Regions from separate parts of the Anser cygnoides genome. Here region 1 is linked to region 2. A link is a contact called in public Hi-C data. All regions are on one chromosome and are shown on one strand. The core of a region is the stretch at or near the end of the contact, and the rest is flanking DNA. Distances in the headings are between cores, read along the strand shown.

Region 1 (6,367 bases), core at 2,306-4,805, 350 kb after region 2:
TAGACAGCTTAATACATTAGCCTTTCACCTCTGTGGACCTGGGTTCAAGAGCTGGCTTCAGTCAAGAAGTGGAAATTTCATCATCATTGTTTAAGGACGTGGCTGACCATGTAAAGTCTGCAGTGCGAAGGAGCTCACAGCAAGCCCACAGCCATTGACGTGCAGCCCACCTGGTAACCTGCTGGTACTGCTCACAGCTCTCGGTCCTCTTAGTGAGGGTTTGCTTTGAGGGTCGTAAGCATCTTTGCTGCTGCTATCTTACCGTGGGGACACTCATGTAAGAACAAAGTCAGTTACCTGAGGAACATCAAGGGTGGCCCCGTGTGATAGAGCACCCTGAAGGATTTTTATTTCCTAAAAAAAGCAAGCCAGGTCATTGAAGGAATTGCACGGATACTGGGACAGATGAAGACAGGAGAGGACATCCGTGTCAGCCTTTTTGCAGTCCCCATCAGCCTGATGGAAGGTCTCATTCATTGTCACACCTCATAGTCCCACCCCACTGCTCACCCATACCCATGTGCACACGTTAAGTGCAATCATGGTGCTGCTGGTGCAGAAGCACTGGCAGAAGCATTGCAGAAGTATTGGCAACATATCACCAGTCAGCCATTGGGGATAGGAGGTTGCAGAGGCTGCCCATCAAGAACAACACAGCTCAGCCCTGCCCACCTTGGCTTCTCTCATCCCAGGGCTTGCCAAGACAGCAACATTGCAAAGAGAAGCTGGGGTCAGCAAGTGCTTCTTAATTTCTTTTTCTGTGTCTGAACAGAATAAAAAGCAGTAGCGTGCACCAGTAAGGACCACATTTCTCCTGGTTTCCTTTGTCTGATGGAAGACAGGGACACTGCAGAGGTCCCTGATGCAGCCTCAGAGCTTTGGTGCATTTTGTCACTCAGCAGTGACCCTCAGCATCCAGTCCTTGATGACAGGGAGGCAAAGTCTGCTTTACAGGGATGCTCAGCTGCCGAAGGAGAAAAACATAGCCAGCATCCACAAAGGTGCTCGGGTGGTCAAGTAGACCCTCCGTGCCTGGCCAGCAGTGGTTGGCCCTCGCCTGGTGCCACCAAGAGGCTGCTGCCCATGGCCCTGGTTTGTCAGCAGCTCATTTACAGTGGCTTAGCACCAACTGCTAGTGGCAAAGCACGTTGTAATCTGCACCCGCATCGAGGTGGGGGAAAGGGATTGAGCAATAGCAGTGTCAGTAGCAGACATCTCTCTAGGGAGCTAACCGCTCTCTGAATCCCTATTAAATAGTTAGCACATGGTTGGGAGTCACTTGACAGGACTGTCCCTGCAAGTCTGCCCGTGTAGATTTATGGTCCTCACACCCTTAAGACCACCCTGGAGAAATACCCATCCAAACATAAAAATTACCCGTGACCCTTGGCTTTGACTTGGTGACCTCTCCCTTTCCCCCACACATGCCCTGTCTGCTTGTGATTTGTCAGCTGACTAACGAGATCGGGTGAGATCTCGCTGTAAATGGACATCTGAAAAGAAAATGTGATTCTCTGGAACCCGTAAACACACAAAAAGAATCTACCAGTATGTTTCCATGTGGGTTTCTTTGGGGTCTGCTTGGAACTAATGTCATCCTGGGGGTATTAACCTTACAAATATGCATTCCTGACTTGTGCAGGTCAGAGGTGAGATGAAAAACACACTGTGAAATCCAGTGATAGAAAGCTTAATCATTTATTTTTTGCCTCGTATCTTTTCACTTGTTCCAGCTGGTTCGAAAGCACTTGGATCCTACCAGCAAGGATTACACGACTGAAAACAAACCTTTGCCAGTGGTAGAACCAGATCAGCAGAAACAGGACAATAGTCTTTTTCATGCCACAAAAATGCAACTAAGCAGCATACGGTTTCATGTGTGCTTCCACTTTTTCCCCTCTCCTGCTTAAATTATGAAATACTATTTACTAGCAAACATTATAGTTCACTTTTTAAGGGAATTAATATGATTAAAGGGTTGGTTGGAAGTGATGATTGAAGTTCCAACTATTAAAATGCACATCAGTGTGCAGGGAAAATAAAAAGGCACTGAAATTCTTTTCAAACCCAAGCACCAGGTGCGTTAATTACATTTCATTGCATGTTGGTTTATTACTGCGGTCACTTGTGCCTTATGATCTGCATTAACACCTGCGTTCTATGGATATCTTGGTATTTCACTAAACAAGATGAATATTGGCCAGATGGTGACTCCAGTAGGAAGCATTTCACATAGATTTCCCTGCTCTGCACAGTTGCCTGTAAAGGAATCCTGAATGTCACACTAAACCAAACCAAACAAAAAAGGCACAACACTAAATCTGCGATTAACTGCCTTGACAGTATATTCGCAAAGGACCAGATGACAGTGGGATCCAGGCCCTGTGAAGTGGTCCTCGCTAATAAATATCCCGCATGGGCTACAATGACATCTTTACTGTGTGCGGTTTTCGGCACCACAACATAAGAAGGACATAAAACTATTAGAGAGTGTCCAAAGGAGAACTACAAAGATGGTGAAGGGTCTGGAGGGGAAGACATATGAGGAAAGGACTGAGGTCCCTTGCCAGAGGCCCAGAGAGAGCAGGCTGAGGGGAGGCCTCATGGCGGCCTGCAGCTCCCTCACGAGGGGAGCGGAGGGGCAGGCGCTGAGCTCTGCTCTCTGGGGACAGCGACAGGACCCGAGGGAACGGCATGGAGCTGGGACAGGGGAGGGTCAGGCTGGGGGTTAGGGAAAGGTTCTGCACCCAGAGGGTGGTCGGGCACTGGGACAGGCTCCCCAGGGCAGTGGTCAAGGCACCAAGCCTGCCAGAGCTCAAGAAAAGTTTGGATAACGCTCTCAGACACATGGTCTGATTTTTGGGTGGTCCTGTGTATAGCCAGGAGTCGGACTCGATGATCCTTGTGGGTCCCTTCCAACTCGGGATGTTCTGATTCTATGGTCATTTGTACAAAGATTTTCTCCCTGTGGGGCAACCCTGTCTGGTACAGAAATACAGTTCAATAGAAAAGTGGGTCAGCCCAGGTCTCAAACACGTAGCCCAGATGACTTGGTGGTTTTGTGTGTGTGGATTGTGTGTTTTTTGACGTTGCATATGTGACCTTTCTTCCCTAGTACAGGTTAGTTAATGTACAACAGGCGTTCAACCCCAGAGAACTGCCACGACAACAAGTTAGTACCTAAACCTGACCACCCCTGGCACCCTACCCTTTGACCAAAATAGGGAGGATTTCAGATAGGGAGGAGAGGTGGGAAGGGACACACACCTCACTGTCCGGCTGCTACTGTCTGGCTCGTGTCTAACAGATCAGGAGTTACTTGCTGACCTGCACAAGAAAATGGCAACAGTGCTCAAATTCACAGTAGCATGGTATTGCACTATTACAAACTTGGTCAAACCTTCCAACATGTGCAATTAACACCAACATTAAACCCATGTTAGCTAGAAAGCCCAGTATCATTCCAGAGGACAAGAAGCCAAAGCACACGAATTAACTGTGCTACATTTCCCCCGGTGCGCTTCCACCCAAGGCTGCCGTTTTGTTGCAGACCAATATCCCGCTCTTGGGAGAGTGTGGGCAAATCCTATTATAAGTTAAGATTAACCATCAGTCAGAGAACTTACCAGTGCAGAGATCAAATATAAAAGATGTATGTTCTGTGTCATCTGTTTAGCAACCTTAAATTAGCTCGCACGGGTGGATCGTGCTGGCCAAATGGCAGAACATGTGCTGGAAATGGAAATCAGAGTCAAAACAGAATCCTGTGGGATACCCCAAGCAATTTTAAAGCAGCTATCTTATTACCTAGGCAATTTTCAGGGACAAGAAGAATTCCAACCTAGCCGACAGTCCTCTCTGGTCCCACCTTGGTGAAACTACTTCATTATTATTTCAGTGGTGCCTGGAGAGCCCTGCCTGACGCTCTGGATTCTCTGCAAAACCCCTCCCAACAACCCACAATAAAAGGCATCTCCTGTGATGAAGGGCTTATGGTTTAATTTAAGGCAAGACACAGCAAGTGGAAGGAACAAACAACCAGAGAGATTAACAGGGAGAGAGGGATGGAAACAGTAAAAAGCACTTGTCCCTGGAGCCCCAGTATGTGTACACATACATGCTACCTATTGATTAATGCGTGCAAGGAGGTGTCAGAAGCCCCTTAACATGAATTCAGGCACCCAGAAGGAATTAATAAAAGAAGTACAAGTATGGGTGGAGGGCTGCAGGATGGCATCCCCCATGGGATGTGCACTGGCCCGCCAGCCATGAAGGGAATCAGTGCATCCTGGACCTCTCCTGGGGGTGAAAGGAGAGTAGCTGGGGGTGGGGTGCAAGAGGTTTTAGGCCAACTTCTAAGGAAAACCAGACGTGCTGAGCCTACTTCCCCTCTTATTGCCACCCAGCATCACTGCTACAGTAATAGATTTTTCAGGCACTCATAACTCAGAAAGGATGCTCTAAAAGTGAAAAGCAATTTGCAGAGGTACTGATGGCAGCAGGATGCTTTTAGCATTTCTAGGTTTGTGTTTGCTCAGGGCCTGGGGATTCTCAAGAGGAGGCACGGTAATGCTAATGAAGTGCAAACCACTATGAAGGTGACAGCTGTAATCAAAACCCAGTGCCAGTTTGGAAGCAACATCTTAAGAAGCAAAGAAATAGTTATGAAGAGGTCACTTCAAAAAAAAAAAAATCTATATATATATATATAAAAATTCCTCTGGGTCAACAACATCACGTGCATCACTCCCACAGGAGGAGATTACTCCTTGCTCCTAGCCAAGGAGCATTACATGTGGGAATTTCTCATGCAACCTTGACAATGTGTAATAAAAATTCACTTTGAAAACAGAGCATCTCTGGTGGTGCCGACATGCTTTTGACTTTGCTCTTTCCTTCAAACACCACTCGTGATGCTGAACACTCATTCTCTTGGCCTATTTGTTCCTGGCAAACAAAGAGCAAATTCCCCTGGGTACAGCAATCCATTTTTAACGCTCTGTAATTATTTAGAAAAATGTTTTGATAGGAGCAATGAAAAACTGGGGCATTTCAGGTGTCCCTGAGAAAGTTCTCAGTGCATGATGTGAAATGGGGACATAAAGACACTTTATTTATGGCACTACCAAAAATAAATAAATAAATAAAAAATAAATAAATAAATAAATAAATAAAAAACAGAAAAGCAAACCTTTTCAGCTGTGGCATTTGAACCTCTGGATATTTGCAATTCATGGAACAGCCCCATCTGCACCTGTCACTTCCAAGTGCCAAAGGCACCACACTCCTCAGGGTCCACTGGAAAATGGTGAGGGAAGGGAGAAATAAGGACTTTGCTCCTTGAATGTTGCTAGCAGACTTCACAGCCAGCAATCACAGTCTGGTAAACTGTCCCTTTCTGAGCAATTGTCTTCCTCTGCCCTCCCAAAATCTATGGGGCTTCATATGTTAATGTACCCTTTTGGGAAGCCCACTGATGGAAGGCATTACGGCAGAAAATGTCAGAGTCCTTCAGAGGAGCTTTGCAGCACGATGAGTTAATATGGCCCAAAGGCACATGAGGTTCATATAGACAAGGAAATGTGTCTCCTGACGTCTTCTGGCCAGCAGAGAACGTCAAGGATGAAATCTAGACACTAAATGTCAGCTCGATTTTGCAACTAGGGCATATTTCTCTTTGAAGAAGGAATGGGCAGAAAATCACCTGGCTCGAGCCTGCGCCCTCGTCCCCACGCAGCAGCCTGCACCAGCGGCTGCCAGCTTCCACACGAGTCACATGCACTGCTTTCCCTTCCCCAAATGTTACTGTTCAGCTTCTGTGACGCCGTTTTATGCCGATCTATAGGGGTTAGCCAAGCGCATCGAGAAGGTAAATGGTAGCTGTTGGGTGAAGGAGGCATTATGCAGAAGAAGGAGTTGTGGGGAGGATATAAATATGAGTGATGGAAAAGGAAAATTAAACAGAAATGAAAGCATTATAGCTCAGTTGTCCTCAAAGGACCCGTTATTTTTCAGGGACTATGTACAAGTGAAATAGAGGAAAAAACATAGCATACTCACTGCCATCTCCTGGTGGACAGAGAAACAGCCCTGTTCCTCCCTGCCCCGCCAGCTGCCCATACATCATTTTTTGTCTGTTCAGTAACTGTAGAACCACAGATTCAAATGCTGTGGTTAGGAAAGGGGACTGTTCATATTTCAGAAATGCATCACATGCAAAAAGAAGAGATTCGGGCTGCCTGGGATCCTTTGCTGAAACAAAGGGCAAAATTCCCCTGGACTCCAGTGGGAGCAGGGTCGATTCCAGTGTTGGCCGTAGAGGTTTATGGCACCTTGTCCATAGCTCCTTCTGTGACTACTGCGGCTG
Region 2 (6,992 bases), core at 833-3,332:
CATGGGCTCTGATCTGCTCCTAATCTCAGCAGTGTTTTCTGCTTTTAACACAGTGACAAGAACAAGGGCTATCCTCATGACTGAATGAAACCTTTTCCACCCACACCTTCACAAAGTAATAACTTTAGCTGAGGTACATTTGATATTTGTCTCTTTATTTATTACCAAAGAGGGTCAATAGTATGCAATTAAGTCCAACTTTCAGGTCATGAAGCATAAGGGTAAAAAAAAAAAAATAAAAAAAATGGCGGCTCTGTACCTCCTGACATATAACTGCTCCATATGAATACTGAGAAATAGAAATACATAAATATTTTAGAGATATTTGTAGTCATCTGTAACAGTGCATCCATATGACAGATATAAATCAGCCTAGGTTTAAGAAAAACTTGCTATTTTCTCTTATGTTTTATTCTCAACTCCTTCACTTGCTCAGTACTTTTGATTAAAGTTTTTTTTTTTTTTTTCCCACAGTTCTTTCCCAAATTTATTTCCCACTCTCCTGGACTGAAAATAGTGCCAAAAGTCATAAGCTTTGGAGTTTGTCCATCACATTTAATCAACACATTTTTGGATGACATTTTTCCTTTTTCCTTTTTTTTTTTTCTTTTTTCTTTTTTTTTCTTTTTCTTTTTTCTTTTTCTTTTTTTTCTTTTTCTTTCTTTTTCTTTTTCTTTTTCTTTTTCTTTTTCTTTTTCTTTTTCTTTTTCTTTTTCTTTTTCTTTTTCTTTTTCTTTTTCTTTTTCTTTTTCTTTTTCTTTTTCTTTTTCTTTTTCTTTTTCTTTTTCTTTTTCTTTTTCTTTTTCTTTTTCTTTTTCTTTTTCTTTTTCTTTTTCTTTTTCTTTTTCTTTTTCTTTTTCTTTTTCTTTTTCTTTTTCTTTTTCTTTTTCTTTTTCTTTTTTTCTTTTTCTTTTTCTTTTTCTTTTTCTTTTCCTTTTTTTTTTTTTTTTTTTTTTTTTTCCCATGGGAAGTTCCCATTGCTGAGAAAAAGGGCCAGTATTTCACAGAACAGAAAGCCTGGAAGTGAAGATATTTTGATTAAAGGTCACTACCATGTTTTCACAGACTTTCCTCATACCTCCCTTCCACTAGAAGCCAGGCAGTTTAGCTAAACACAAGGTCTCCTCTGCAGTTGTCTTTGTTGTTGAAGGTACAACCCAAACCTCCACAACTGAGGGGATCCACCATATCCTCCGGGCTACTGAAGATGATCCCATGTGACAGCCCAGAATGAGGAAGTGAAGAAAGTCTGTTACAACGCACAGCTGGTACCACACTGCAATTTCACTGTCAAATATATATATATTTTTTTTTAAACAGTCAAAGGTCTTCTTTTTCCAAAGAAATTGTCAACAATGGTAACAATGTAGAAAATAACCTCCGCTTTCTGATGAGCATAATGGTGATTAGGACCACATACCACAGAAGCCCTAAAGAAAAGAAAAGATATCCCTCCTCACTTTTGGGGTATTTTAGATCCATGACACATTTCTACAAGTAGTGATGGTGGAGCATAAATTACTTTGGTTGAAAGTAGGTCAATATGCCACTGATGTTGCTGGTCTGTCTTTTGTTGGTGGTAAAGACATTCTTGATTTTCCTTAATGTTACTTTATGAGAGATAACATACAGAAATCAGAAGTACTGTTGTTATTGCTGGTTACTGTACACCAGCAAGGTACCTCTGAACAGATATATTAAACATCCTCTTATTTTTTTTTTTTTTTCCAAGGGTAATATAGTTGAAAACAACTTTCTATATATCAGATGTTGACTCTCGTGGGATTATGGCAAGCAGTGATAGATTTTAACATTCAGTGGGCCAAGCTGAGAATTTATGCTGGGAAACTTATACTGTGAAGATTCAAAGAAGTGAGACATTACTCACTCTTATTTTGGCCCCATAATATTAGACTATTATTCAAAAAAGGCAAAAATATATGTCTAGGCTGGGGTATCGTGACAAATTAGAAAGCAGGGATTGCCTTTGGGAGTGCTTATTATTTTTCCTTTTAGCCAGTTCCAAAGTCTTTGTAATTTATTCTAGGAATCACAATCAAACTTTACTCCTCTCAATTCTTTCCCAAATGATTCTTCACTGCAGAAATACGAGATACATTTTTCAGTTTTGTTTTAGGCTGACAAGTTCTTTTTGCTCTTGACAACAGATGACATATATAATAACAACAACAAATCTCTAAGACAATTCTCCCACACTCCCTGTTTTGTTGACCAGCCCTTGAGGAATACAGGAGAAGAGTTCAGAATATAAAGTGGTTTGACCACATAGCAGCAACCCTGGATCCATCTGCTTCTGAGCCTGTTTTTCAGCGGGCCTCTCATGGGGGCCCTGCAAGCAGGTCCTACAATACCAAGAAAGACTCTCTCCAAACCTAATATTTAATTTACACAGTGTGTCCAGTCCACATGGACCTTTGAAAAGAAAGGTATCACAGACAGGCTGACTTTAATGACAGTGTCTCTTTGAGGGAAAAAAAGAAACATGAGGACTTTCACTTATGGTCTGGAGAATCGTACCAAGAGGAAGTAGTGAAAAATAATTAATAAATCCTTTTGTGCCCAGAGTTACTTTTTATACATTTTAAAGTGTTATTTATGGCTCCCTACTCTCTGAATGCTTTATTTATTTGCACTGGGTCTTTCAGCTAGCACTGTTTGCTATCTTGCTTGAGGTTATATCAACAGTCTGATAGAGAAATGCATGCCAGTAAGTGTCATTGCCCTTCTTGGCAACATATTCAGGTTTCCTTAGGATCAAGTCATCCTACAAACTTTAGTTGCTATTACTTCAGGCAAAGTTTAAAGAGATCTGCCATTGCACTAAAAAAGGCTCTAACACAGAAGTAAATGACACCACCAGAAATGTTGCTGAAAGCAGGAAATGAAAGAATATGCTCTATGGTATATCTTCCTTGTTAAAGATGGAGAACATCTGAAGTTAGGATTTTTATTTTTGGCAAAAAAGGACCATAGACTATTCTGTTGAAAATTCAACACATCTTAGCTTCTCAGTCTGCAGCCTGTTAAGAGTTCTGGGTAGTGTAGTCTAAAATGTAAAGGCTTCAACGAACTTTAAAACTCCTCACGGAAACCATTGAAAACATTTCTTACAAAAAAATACCACATGAAGAGGGTAAAAGAGAAAGTGCATCCTGTGAAGCAGCTGTTGGGTATCACAGAAAACTCATCTGGTTTATACTGACAAAGGTAGTACAAGACATCATATAGAATACAACAAATATAAAAATCTATTCAGGTTTCTTTTTGTTGGGTTCCTCAGGATGCAAGCAGATATTCACATTTGCAATCACTTTAAAAATTATGGATGTAGATAAATTATAGTAAATGAAATCTTAAAGAAAAGTTGAAAAAAGAAAACTATTTTCCAGACTGTTGTTGCTTCCCGCATTAAAGATGTTTTTAAAGATTTGTATGGTTTTCATGATGTGTTTTACATGAGCCAAGACAAACTTTGTTATATAACCTCAGCTGAAATCCTCTGCTTTCCAGGTAACTTCAGATTGCTTATTAATGTAAATTTCAAAGGTTTGCTACAGAGATGCCATTAACTGTTACTGTAAGTTTTGTTTCAGGATGGGCCAATACCCTCAGAATTTTTTAAATGAAAAAAAAAAAAAGTTTAAAGAACAGTGGTACTGTCATTTTATATTAAATATCTGCAACAGGTTTAACAGCTGAAACTCATGGGATTATCCAGCTTTACAATCCCTGCTGAGTAAGCTGAGCTAGGAGAAAGCTTTGTTTCTGGCGGAAAAGGTGCCACCATAGCCCCACAAATCAAACACATTAGGATTTACGTTCTTGCCTCTAAGCTAAATGGTCACTTGCTGCACTACATAAACAGCAAGGAAAATACTCTTTTGGCAGATGCCCTGACCTGCATGAGTGGAAAGCTACATAAAAGCTTCTGAGAAAGGCCTGTTTAAAGCTGAACACAGAGAAATTTTCCCTTGGAGTTAGGTGGTGTCAGCAGTTTTGGATAATCTTTGTCATATTAGTGGCATTTGTATTGTATTAGCGAGTTCTATAGCTTAATTCAATATTAAAAATACTAGCACAATGTGAGTGGCTATCATTCTCCATCTGACATCTCTATCCTGCAATGGACTTTTAAAAACCATTAACATAATAGTTAGTATTAGAAAAATTATTCTGATAAATAAAGCAGGGGTAAAAAAAAATAGGGAGTTTTAAAAAGAGCACTAAAGCCAAAGAAGACTCGGATATATTTGGGGAAAAAAGAAAAGGAAAAAAAAAAGAAGGAAACTTTTTTTTTTGCCATTGAGTGGTACATAGAAATACAGGCTTTTGTCAAATTGCCTGCTGATTTCTTTCATTCTTCCCAGAGCTCATAAAAGTCTATGCAATATGACCTGAGTTATGGAATGGAACATACACTTATTAAATTTGCAGCTGACATGAAGGTAGGAAGGACTGTGAGTAAATTGGAGGGTAGGATTCAAATTCAAAAATCATCTTGACAGGTTGGAAGAATGGGCTGAAAAGAACAAGGTGAAATTCAGTAGAGACAAATGCAGCTCTCATGCAGGAGTTCTCAGCTGTGGAAACTGAAGATAGGGAACTGGCCAGATAGCCATTCTGCAGCTAAACATAAGGGCTTATTGAGAACTGAAGGTGGTGGTCAAGTCCCCCTAGGTATGCCCCAGGTTTGCAATAACCTTCAGGCAATAACTTTCTAGAAAGTTGCAGACCAGCTGGAGAATATTCCAGAGACACGATAACAGTCAGAAGTCAAGGAAGCATTGCGCCAGGATCAAAGAAGCCTAAAGAAGAGGATGATGAGGATCATGATAACATTTTCAAGTGTGTATAAGGTTGTTGTGAAAGGATGAGGAGGAACATCTGGTACTCATTGCCACAGAGTATGGGACAAGAAGTTAGAGGTTTAAATTACTAGAAGAAAAATGCGAGTCAGACTTCATGGAAAGTACTGCAAATGTAGAGAGAGAAAATCAATATAAAGGTTTTACTGATGAAGGCCAGAGGATCTCTAACATTAGAGGTCTTTAAGGACATCATACTGTTGCAAAACAGCCTGCCCTAACAAACCTCTCTCAGAAGCGACTATTCTGGGGAAATGGACTAAGTGTTCTCCTGATACTCTTCACAGTTGTATCCATCCATGGGTCTATGAATTACAAGAGACCATGCAACTATTAATGATTAGGTAACGCTGCATTTCTTCAAGGGAAGTGCAGCATGTCTCAGGTTTCAGGAAGGCAAATATTTATCAATGACTTTTGAATGATGCACAACTATTTAGAAGTACGTAATACCAGAATTTCTGGTATCTTTTAATCACTGGCTCTGCAGTCATTCCCTCTGCAAAAATAACCCAGTTTTTTAGTCTCTTGGTATCAATCCTCTATCTTCTAAATAGCTGTAACTCAGTGCTATCATGAGGCTTCATTAATGAATGCTTATACTGCATACAGAAAATCTTGGATGAAAGGGGATATAAAACTGCAAGTAACTATCCCTTATTTATTATGACCACGGTTCAATAAATGCTAGTTGTTTCCAGTTTTGTTAAATAGCACTGGTTCCTTTATATTGAGAATATGAATTTTGGATGAAGTTGAAAACCAAATTCAACCCTTTTTGATCTTTAGAACAAAAATGTTCCCAGCACTATGAATTCAAGGCTGTGGCATGAAACACTTTGTTTGCAAGGATTAGCAGCATGTAGACCAGAGAGCTGGAGATCCCTGACCTCTGCAGTGATGGAGCCATAACTCCTTACTTGTCAGCTGCCTCCTCTCTTGTAACAACCTTCTACCCACAGCAAACACGTGCCACAGTGCACATTTGAGCAGCTGTGACCTGTACTGGAGGTCAGCTGCATTCCCAGGAGCCCATGAGAATTAAAAGGCAGTGTGATCTCGTCCTCCCCAACTCACAGTGTGGTCTTGTGAGCCCCAGTATCACCCCATCATTCTGCTATCCAACAGATCTCTGCGCTGCACACCTGTTCTTGACACTAGTATTTTGTCACCTACAAGAGTCGCATTCACTCCACAGATTCAAGTGTAGTCATGACTGTGACACAGATAAAACAGTTTATTTTCTTTATCTGTCAGTCTTAAGGCTGTAAAAGTGCTTGAAATTTGTATTATATATGATGCAGAGCACTTAGTTACTTTTGTGGTATTTATAGCGAGAAAAGCTTAACCTTTAGAGGAAACTAAACCAGATAAAAATCTAAGACAGGCTCCAAGCTGACACCCATGTGCTTTGACACAGACTAGAGTGATGATTTGGCCTTCCTGAGGCTTAGAGCTAGAGTACCAGGGTAGGTTCCTCATCTCCTTATTCAATGTTTAGGCAGAATAAATTACATTCTAGAAGTCTTTAAAATAATCTGCACGTCCTGCAAAGAAATTCCCTAAGGCCAAAACATGGAACAGGGATTTGCCTATAACAACACAGCAGGAAAACTCTGAGAATACAGTCATCTCCTAAAGATAGCCCTTTTCAGGTGCCTGCATCTGTTCAGAATTCATTGAAGCAAAGAGCCTGTGACCTTTTCTAAAGGAAGCTGAATGGAAATGACTTCCTGTTTTATTTTGCAAGTGTGGGTAGTCGTTGCCTCAGGGCAGTCCAGTACTAATGTGCGAGTAAGTCAGACGCTAACTTGTTCTCAAAAAAACTGCCAGTGATATCAAGACAGCACAATGCAACCTCATCTCCCATCCCACAACAGAGAGCACAACTACTCCCAGCCACTTTCACTTGAAGTCATGGCTGTGTGCTACTCTGGCAGTCTTAGAGGAGCCTCTTTGAGCAGGGGACTTGCCTAAAGCTGGCTTTGGCTCCACCATACTTCAGGGTAGCTAATATAAGCAATACGCAATAAAGTTAGCTGGTTAAAAGCAGGATGATTGCTTTCTAGAAAAGAGTGGAGATACTGAGGCCACTGTTCCCCCAGG

Evidence for each region. Hi-C and Micro-C count contacts between places; a contact is called where the count stands out from the background.
Region 1: a contact with region 2 is called in a Hi-C map of liver, with 3 times the contacts expected there. The contact joins two enhancer-like sites. A contact is called at or near these places in 3 of 7 Hi-C or Micro-C datasets (granulosa cells and liver).

What each region holds. Positions count from the first base shown.
Region 1 is chr4:15,653,421-15,659,787 of Taihu_goose_T2T_genome, forward strand. No RefSeq gene overlaps it. Among named protein-coding and RNA genes, the nearest start is that of C1QTNF7, 23 kb to the right of the region's middle. Within about 2 kb of position 3,556, at least 2 of the 3 cell types and tissues checked have open chromatin away from gene starts, as enhancers often do. A contact at or near this core is called in liver, where this site is marked.
Region 2 is chr4:15,303,554-15,310,545 of Taihu_goose_T2T_genome, forward strand. No RefSeq gene overlaps it. Among named protein-coding and RNA genes, the nearest start is that of BOD1L1, 230 kb to the left of the region's middle. Within about 2 kb of position 2,083, at least 1 of the 3 cell types and tissues checked has open chromatin away from gene starts, as enhancers often do. A contact at or near this core is called in liver, where this site is marked.